3 separate regions of the Triticum aestivum genome follow, and regions 1 and 2 are each linked to region 3. Evidence: chromatin contacts called from public Hi-C data. All regions are on one chromosome and are shown on one strand. The core of a region is the stretch at or near the end of the contact, and the rest is flanking DNA. Distances in the headings are between cores, read along the strand shown.

The links. Hi-C and Micro-C count contacts between places; a contact is called where the count stands out from the background.
Region 1: a Hi-C map of leaf shows a contact between it and region 3, with 7 times the contacts expected there. The contact joins the promoter of LOC123093179 here to the promoter of LOC123095154 in region 3. A contact is called at or near these places in 3 of 5 Hi-C or Micro-C datasets (all in leaf).
Region 2: a contact with region 3 is called in a Hi-C map of leaf, with 6 times the contacts expected there. The contact joins the promoter of LOC123093169 here to the promoter of LOC123095154 in region 3. A contact is called at or near these places in 2 of 5 Hi-C or Micro-C datasets (both in leaf).

What each region holds. Positions count from the first base shown.
Region 1 is chr4B:543,723,735-543,726,434 of IWGSC CS RefSeq v2.1, forward strand. LOC123093179 reads left to right here and starts at 1,344. Exons shown (of 10, transcript XM_044515088.1): 1 at 1,344-1,884; 2 at 2,006-2,083; 3 at 2,185-2,700. The coding sequence starts at 1,611.
Region 2 is chr4B:542,536,221-542,539,051 of IWGSC CS RefSeq v2.1, forward strand. LOC123093169 (heavy metal-associated isoprenylated plant protein 6) reads right to left here and starts at 1,404. Exons shown (of 4, transcript XM_044515080.1): 1 at 1,104-1,404; 2 at 658-992; 3 at 459-540; 4 at 1-345. The coding sequence starts at 1,236.
Region 3 is chr4B:543,162,109-543,164,817 of IWGSC CS RefSeq v2.1, forward strand. LOC123095154 (peroxidase 44) reads right to left here and starts at 1,260. Exons shown (of 2, transcript XM_044516968.1): 1 at 991-1,260; 2 at 1-849. The coding sequence starts at 1,197.

The sequences.
Region 1 (2,700 bases), core at 94-2,593, 560 kb after region 3:
GGGTTGTGCCCCCCTCGAGTCACCCCTAGGTGCAGCTCAGGCCCATTGGATTCCTTCTGGTCCAGAAAAAATCTTCAAAAAGTTACGCGGTGTTTGGACTGCGTTTGATATTGATTTCCTGCGTTGTAAAAAACAAGCAAAAATAGCAACTGGCACTCGGCACTGGGTCAATAGGTTAGTCCGAAAAATGATATAATGTTGCTATAAAATAATTGTAAAACATCCAAGAATGATAAAATAACAACACGAATACTTCATAAATTATAGATACGTTGGAGACGTATCTGTGGCCAACCCTCCTTTGCTTGTAACAGAACTTATTGACCATACATCTGCAAGATGAGACATGGAACGACTAGAGGAGGTGTGCTTACCAATTGACATTCCATCTATTCTCAATATCCCGATCTGTACAAATGAGGTAGAAGATAGCTGGGCGTGGTATTTTGAGAAGAGTGCCTGCTACACCGTGAGATCAGCTTCCAAAATGATGATTGCTATAAAGTATAGGCGGGAAGCATGGATTGATGGATCTGCCAGTTCCTCCAGTACTGACAGGGATGTGATGTCGTGGAAAATATTGTGGAAGACACCCATCCCAGGGAAAATACGTATGTTCTTATGGAGAGTAGCAAAACACTCGTTACTAGAGAGGATGTACGGGCTCATAGAAAAATGTTCACTACCAGCACTTGCGCTCTGTGTGGTGCGGCGAACTCTTGGAGACACTCGTTGCTCGAGTGCACCATGTCAAGGTGTGTCTGGGCGCTTGTCGATGGTGAGTTGGCTCAGCACTTATGCGAGACTACTGAACCGAGTGCCAAGCAGTGGTTGTTTGCGATGATTGATACATTATCACATGAGGCTTTTATCAAGTTATCAGTCACCTTGTGGACAATATGATGGGTACGAAGAAAAATTATACACGATTTTTTTTATCAAAGTCCCTCAACTACATATGAGTTCGTCGAAAGATTTATTGTTGAACTAAGATGTCAATGCAAAAGGAGGCAAGGGAGTCAGCTGAGAGTAGAAGAACAACGGCAAGGCCAAGGGCGCCACCTACGGGTTTTGCCAAAATCCATGTCGATGCAAGTGTGGTAAAATCTGAAATGAGAGGAGCTGCATCTGCAGTGTGCCGCGATGAGGATGAACAATTTTTTTCTCTTGATCCAGCATAAAAGAATCCGCCGTACGCAAGAAGAACGAAGGAAACAAACAGAAATGGCTGGGCCCAGCTGTTTGGGCCGCGAGTTGGGCTGGGCCCTGTGCTAGTTGGCAACGAGGGGGGAGCAAGATTAGTTTAAGCCATGGATCATCGTCGTCTCCGGCTCAGTCAGATCTGCCTGCCCCGCTCGACGCCGAGGGACCACCCACCACCACCACCACCACCCACGACTCCACCAGCAGGACGCAGCTCTTCCTCCCCTCCCAGCACCCCCCGCGATCCCACCCCGAGATCCCCGTCCCCCGACCCGCGCCGCCGCGCGGGGGCCCGGCGGGCTCGGACCGCCCTCGGCTGCCCTCGCTCTGCCGCGCGAGGTCGACCCAGGACGCCCGCCAGGGCCATTCCGGACCCCCCTTGCTCGCGCGGCTGACGGCGAGCGGCCATGAATTTCCTCTACCGAGCCGCGCAGCCCGAGCTGCCGCGGATCCCCGAGCAGCAGGGGGTCCTCAAGACCCTGGAGGGCCTCATCGCCGACGATCCGCTCCGCATCTCCGCCGCGGCGGAAGACGACGAAGCTGCCAGCAACGGAGCCGGGGAGATCGGCGGCGACACCGCCGCTTCCTCTCCTTCCGCTTCTTCAGATTCGAAAAGTACAGCTCCGGCCGGGAAGCACAGCGATGTTTCCCAGGACGAAGGGTGGATCACGATTCCCAACAGTTGGTGCCCCTTTCCCCTTGCTTGGCCTTTCTCCTCGTTGCATTGCAGATTCACCACTGCCACATTTCTCCTTGGAAATGCCAGCCCGGTAGCTTACCGATTCACAATTTACCTCCGCAGAGGAGCTTCCTGGGGATTGGAGTGAGGTTTCGGACATGCTGCAGCTGCGGCCGTTGGACCGCCCCTTCCTCTTTCCTGGTAAATGCATTTCCCCTGCTGAAGTTACTGGAGTGCATCTTGCTGCCTGTGCCTGTTTCTTTGTTTTTGTTTTGGTATCTGAATTAGTTTGGTTATATCAGGCGAGCAGGTTCATATACTGGCGTGCCTATCAGCCTCTCAGCAAGATACGACCTGCATATCTCCGTTTAGAATTGCTGCCGTGATGTCTAAGAGCGGAAATTCGCCGCGGCACCCCACAAATAAATCTAGCTCTGTCAGTGAGAATGGGGATGCAAATGGAACAGCCGGAGAAAATAGTTCTCACGGTGTTGAGGATAACATGGAGAGTGTTGAACTCAACGACAAAGCATCTTCCCCTTCAAAACAAGATATTCTGGAGACTGAATCCCTCCTTCGGATGGAAGATCGCAAACAGCAAATAGAAACCGTGCTGCAAAAATTCAAAAGATCTAACTTCTTTGTTCGAATTGCGGAGTCAGATGAACCTCTCTGGTCCAAGAAAAGAGTAGCTGCAACTAAGACGGCAGATGAACAATTATATTCGGATAGCCAGGGAAATAACACAGTTTCAAGGAGTACTGCTTACAATACCATTTCTGATAAAGGAGTTTTTGATGGTAGCACATCCGGAGGAG
Region 2 (2,831 bases), core at 154-2,653, 630 kb before region 3:
CTTGGCCGTACGGCGAGACGTGGTGCGTCCTCGGCTGGACCGGCGCGGGCGCCACGGACGCCGCGGCGGACGCCATGGACGGGCCCGTCACCTCGATGCCTTTCCCCTTGTCCTGGCTCATGACGACGTGGTCACCGCCCGCCGCTTTGTCCTTCTTCTCGCCGTCGCCGGCGCCCTTGTCCTTCTTCTCGTCGCTGCCGCCCTTGTCCTTCTTGCCGGGCGCGACGGCCTCGACGGCGCGGTTGAGCTTCTCCGTGAGATACGCCACCATGGCGGGGACGTCCATGGTCCCCGTGACCTTCACCTCGTCCTTGGCATTGCCCTCCAGCTCCACATGCTTGACCCCTGGAAGAGACAAGACACACAGAACATCGTCAATTTCGAACGGAAGATACAAAATTAACAGCAGAACAAACCGCGAATTCGAAGAATTTAGAAGAAACCCAGCAAAACCGCACCTTTGATTTTGTAGATTCGGCGCCTGATGCGGTCGGCGCAGCCGTCGCAGTGGAGGCGGATCTTGAGCAGCACCGTGGTCTCCTGCGAAAGCAAAATCGAAGCGGAGACATTGTGAGCCGCAAGGTCGGTGGGACGGGCGTGGTGGTTGGGAGCAGAGTATTGCGTGGGGGTAGGATTTGCTGCTGCTTGTGTACCGACCTGGAGCTCCGTGGGTTTCTTCTCCTCTGTGTGGGTGGGCGGTTGCTTCTTCGCCGCGTCTTCCTCTTTGGGCGGCTGCGGCTTGGAGGAGCCGGGCTTATCCCCCTTGTCGGCTCCGCCGCCCCCCTTGTCGGGATTCTCCTTGTCGGGGCTCTTCTTCTCGGCCGCGGCGGGGGCTGCTGGGGGCTTGGCCGGGCCGGCGCCGGCGCCGGAGGAGACGATCTCGACGGGCTTCTTGGTGCGGGACTCGATCCTCGCCTTGAGCGCGGCCGCGTCGGCCGTCCCCGCCACGACGACCCTGTTCGACGCCGCGTCCGCCACCACCGCCTGCACGCCTGCGCGACAAGTCCAGACAAGCACACGAATCAGCCACCAGACTAACACAAAATGCAGAGAAGGGAGCACGGGAGCAGGGAAATTGGCGGCGGGATGGAGCGGGCGCGTACCAGGCATGCTCTTGATGCTGTTGCGGACCTTCTTGGCGCAGCCGGCGCAATGCAAGACCATCTTGAGCACGACCGGCGGCGGCGGCTCGGCGGCGCCGTCGACGCCGCCGGGAGCCTCCTTCCCCGCCCCCATAGAAACCGAGGAGGCTAGCTAGCTACGCTCTGTGGCTCTCCGAGGCTTCTGGACTCTTCTTCTCTAGCTCCTTCTCCGGGTCTCCTACACGTGTTGGCGCGAGCGAGCAGGGGAGCGTGGGTGTTTTGACGGCGCGGGCTCTGCGAGAAAAACCAAGCGGAACGAGAACGAAACAAAACGGCAGTGCGGCGCGGGCGGGGATAAATAGGCGGGGGGAAGGAAAGGTCCGGAGGTAGAAGGCAAGGCGGCGGGGCCCGCGCGTCAGGCGGTGCCGGCCGCCCGATCCGATCCACATCCGCGGTGCGCGTGGCGGTAAGTTTCTGCCCGCTGCTGCTGCTGCTGCTGCTGGCGGGTGGGGAGTGCGGGTTACGCCCGCTCACCTGGGACGTCATCACCGCGTTGAGTTGACCGGTGTTACCGTCGCCGCGGCTGGCAATGTCATGCCATGTAAAGGTGAACCCGTCATTGCGCTCCCTTTTCCTCCACCGGTCGGATTGCCTGGCTATAGCTAGCCAAATCGTAGCGCACGCGCAATGGAGTGGCTTTCTGATTACAAAAGGGTTTTCTTTCCTTTTTCCAAAGTCTAAACACGGCGAGGGCTGTCCTTTTGGCCTTTACATTGTTTTCGTATAGACGTCATGACAGACGATCTTGAATTTTGATTCAACTTCTATACATGTTTGCGTGTCACTGAACGATAGGTGTTTGCGGTATAGTAGCAGCTCTATATTTTTTTTCTCGATCGAGTTTTGGACATGCCTGACCGGACCCCACAAGGCTACACGAGCAAACAAAAGACCTCATCTCTGATTGATGATGTCGTTAAGTCACCTCTTTCTCGAAACCAGCAATGATTAACATCAGAGGGTTATCACTTATCTTGTTGACGCCTCTATCTTTTTTTTCGCGAGAAAAATTTCGATCTATTTATCTTCAATCATGGCAGTACAACGAGTACCAGAAATAATAGAAATTACATCCAGATCCGTAGACCACCTAGCGACAACTACCAGCACTGAAGCGAGCCGAAGGCGCGCCGCCGTCATCGCCCCTCCATCGCCGGAGTCGGGCATAACTTGTTGTAGTAGACAGTCGGGAAGTCGTCGTGCTAAAGCCCCGTAGGACCAGCGCACCAGAACAGCAACCGTCGCAGATGAAGAATAACGTAGATCAGAAAAATCCAATCCGAAGACACACAAACGTAGACGAACAACGACGAGATCCAAGCAAATCCACCAAATATAGATTCGCCGGAGACACACCTCCACACGCCCACCAACGATGCTAAACGCATCGCCGAAACGGGGGCTAGGCGGGGAGACCTTTATTCCATCTTCGGGGAACCGTCGCCGTCTCGTCTTCCTGAGCAGGACACAACCTCTAGCAAAACTGAAAGAAACGATTAAAAACGGAGCCCTCCCGCCGACCCTTGCCGAGATCCACTGCGCCCCCATGGCCCTAAGGCCATCGGAGAGGAGGCGGACCTGGGCGACGGCGACGGAAGGCAAAAACCCTAACTTTTTGTGGAGAAGAAGGAGGAGGCGGCGGCTACAAAGGATGGCGTCAAATCCTGATTTTTTTTGCGGAAGTTAACT
Region 3 (2,709 bases), core at 10-2,509:
CGAGACGGTGCTTGACACCTGCTGCTGCTTGTTGCCAGCCGCCAAGCCATCCAGGTCCTCGGGGTCGACGGAGCTGATCCGTATGACCGAGGGGCCGTCGGAGGACATGGGGTTATTGAACTCGTTGCATAACTTCCTGACCTCGCCGTCCTTGCCGGTGATGGCCTTGAGCACGGTGAGCTTCTCCATGGCCTTGCCGAATGCCGACGCGAAGTCCTCTTTGGGCTTGTTGAGCATGTCCTTGAGCAGGGGCCCCGTCTTCTCGTCGATGGCGAGGAGGCGGTCGAGGGTGAGCGGCATCTTCTCGGCGATGGCGTTGGCGAAGAAGGAGTTGTCAACGACGTTGGGGTTGGACTGGTCCATGTTGACGAAGCCCGTGTCCCGGTTGGGCCCGTCGCAGAGCTTGCTGATGCTGGCGTGATAGCCCGCCTCCATGGGCGAGGCGTCGGGCTCGATGAAGATGCACCTGACCTTGCCGATGCTGTGGCCGCCGGCGAGCAGCAGCACCATCTCCTCGGCGGTGAAGCCGGCCTTCACGAAGTCGGCCGTGACCTGGGGCACGGGGATGTCCGGGCCGGGCAGGTTGTCGTCGGACTCCTCGCGGTTGGAGACGAGCGAGTCGCGGCGGCCCGTGGGAACCGCGTAGTCCGGGCCGCCGGCGAGTTTCACGGAGTCGCGGGTGGCGAGGGAGATGATGTCGGCGCAGGACACCGTGTTGGGGCACTTGGCCTCCAGCTCCTTCTTGGCCTCGTCGATGATGTCGTAGCCGCGGACCGAGATGTTGGGCCCGGCCTCCTTCTCGGAGCTTTGGTTGGACAGCGGGTCGATGAGGATGGACGCGTCGCACCCCTAACATAACATAACATCCATGCATGCATGCATGCATGCAGAGGCAGCAGCAGATCAACCCACATTTTCTCTCCATCGAGGACGGATTCTAATTAAATTTCTACGTACTAATCAAGAACCAAACGAGGGGGGCGTACGTACATTGGCGAAGCAGTCGTGGAAGAGGAGGCGGAGGAGGCCGGCGGCGGTGCCGGGGTCGTCCTTCATTTTCTTCTCGATGACGCCGGCGACGATCTTCTCGGCGTCCGGGCAGGACTCCTTGTAGAAGTCGGGGGCGAGGTCGGCGGCGGCCAGCGGCGCGGCGGCCGCGAGGAGGCCGAGGACGAGGACCAGGCGACAGGCGTCCATGGCTGGATCCAATGCAAGCAAGGTGCGCGAGTGTGCAGCAAGGCCTTGCGGTGCTGGGGGCACGCCCGGCTCGCGCTTAATACCCTGGCGGTCAACGAGGAGCCCCCGCGCGCCGCGGCCAGCGCGCGCATCAGTGGGTGGCTGTCAGCACTTTCGACTTCCTTGTCTGTGTAATAATAGCAAGAGGCCGTGCCTTCCCTCCGTTTGGTCCTCTCTTCTCCATCACCATCGGCATGCCGCATGCATATGCACGTACTACCAGCTACAGATAAACACGTATGGGTTTTGAAAATTCTACAGGTGTTTCTTGACCCACTTTTGGAGGAAGCATCCTAACCATGATGTGCTGTTGCACAGGGGTTGGACTGGAGCATCATAAATAAAATCTTGAAAAAGTAGTACCCCGGATGCAATTATTTTTCCGAACAAAGGAGGAATTTTATTGGCACAAAATAAAGCAGCAAGGGAATACACGAGAAAGGACTTTATCGCGGAACCGGTTTTTTAAATACGTCATAAACATTTTTGAAATGTTGTTGAACATTTTTTAATACACTATGAACATTTCCTAAATACAGGTTAAACATTTTTATAATACACCATGATTTTTTTCAAATGGATGAGCATTTAAAAAATACATGGATATTTTTTAGTTTCTTTATGTGTGAACATTTTTTACAACACATGCATATTTTAACACTTTAATTGATTATATATAAATTAATAAGATAAGTTGATTCTGTATAACTGGATTCAAAAGTTTCATCCATCTCTAAACTTATTAGTTAATTTCACAATAAAACCCAGAGAAATAGAAAAAGGTGAAATAAAAAAACAAAAATGCTTTAAATCATCATGGGGACCGCAGATCCACATCCGACGCCTTCTCTGCATGCCACGTGCCCATGTCCACCTCCACTAGTTTTTGCTATTGGCTCGTTCTTGCAATCTCTCTCATCGCAACAATGGGTCTGTTGCAGGATCTGGATCCTTAAGAGAAGTCGCCTTTGGTGGTCTTCCTGAGCTTCCATCGAGTAGCCGCCTCCCCGCACTGTTTCGACTGCGAGCTCCCATCGAGTTACCGTCTCCCCGCTGCTCCGACTCCCGCCATCGGCTAGCACGCCGACGAGCTTCCTTGGCGAGATGCAAGTTGTTGCAAGGCATGCAAGTCACTGGCGCTCCTCCCGAGCTCATGTCGAGTTGTTGCCACCCCGCGTTGCTCCGCCCACCCTGAGTTCCTGTCGAGTCACCACCTCCCCATGCTGCTCCGAGTGCCCCGAGTTTCTGTCGAGTCTCCGCCTCCCCACGCTGCTTGTCGCCACTGGCTCTCGCCGTTGACTAGCGCGCCAATGAGCTTCTCTGTTGCAAGGTGTGTAAGCCGTTGGCACTTTCGGGTCGGCAAGCACGCCGACAAAAGCTTCTCTGGCGAGTTTCTCCATTGAGCTGCACACAACTGTCACTAGAATGCTCTCTGTTACATGTCCGATGCTGCAAAAGGTTTTTTGTAACATT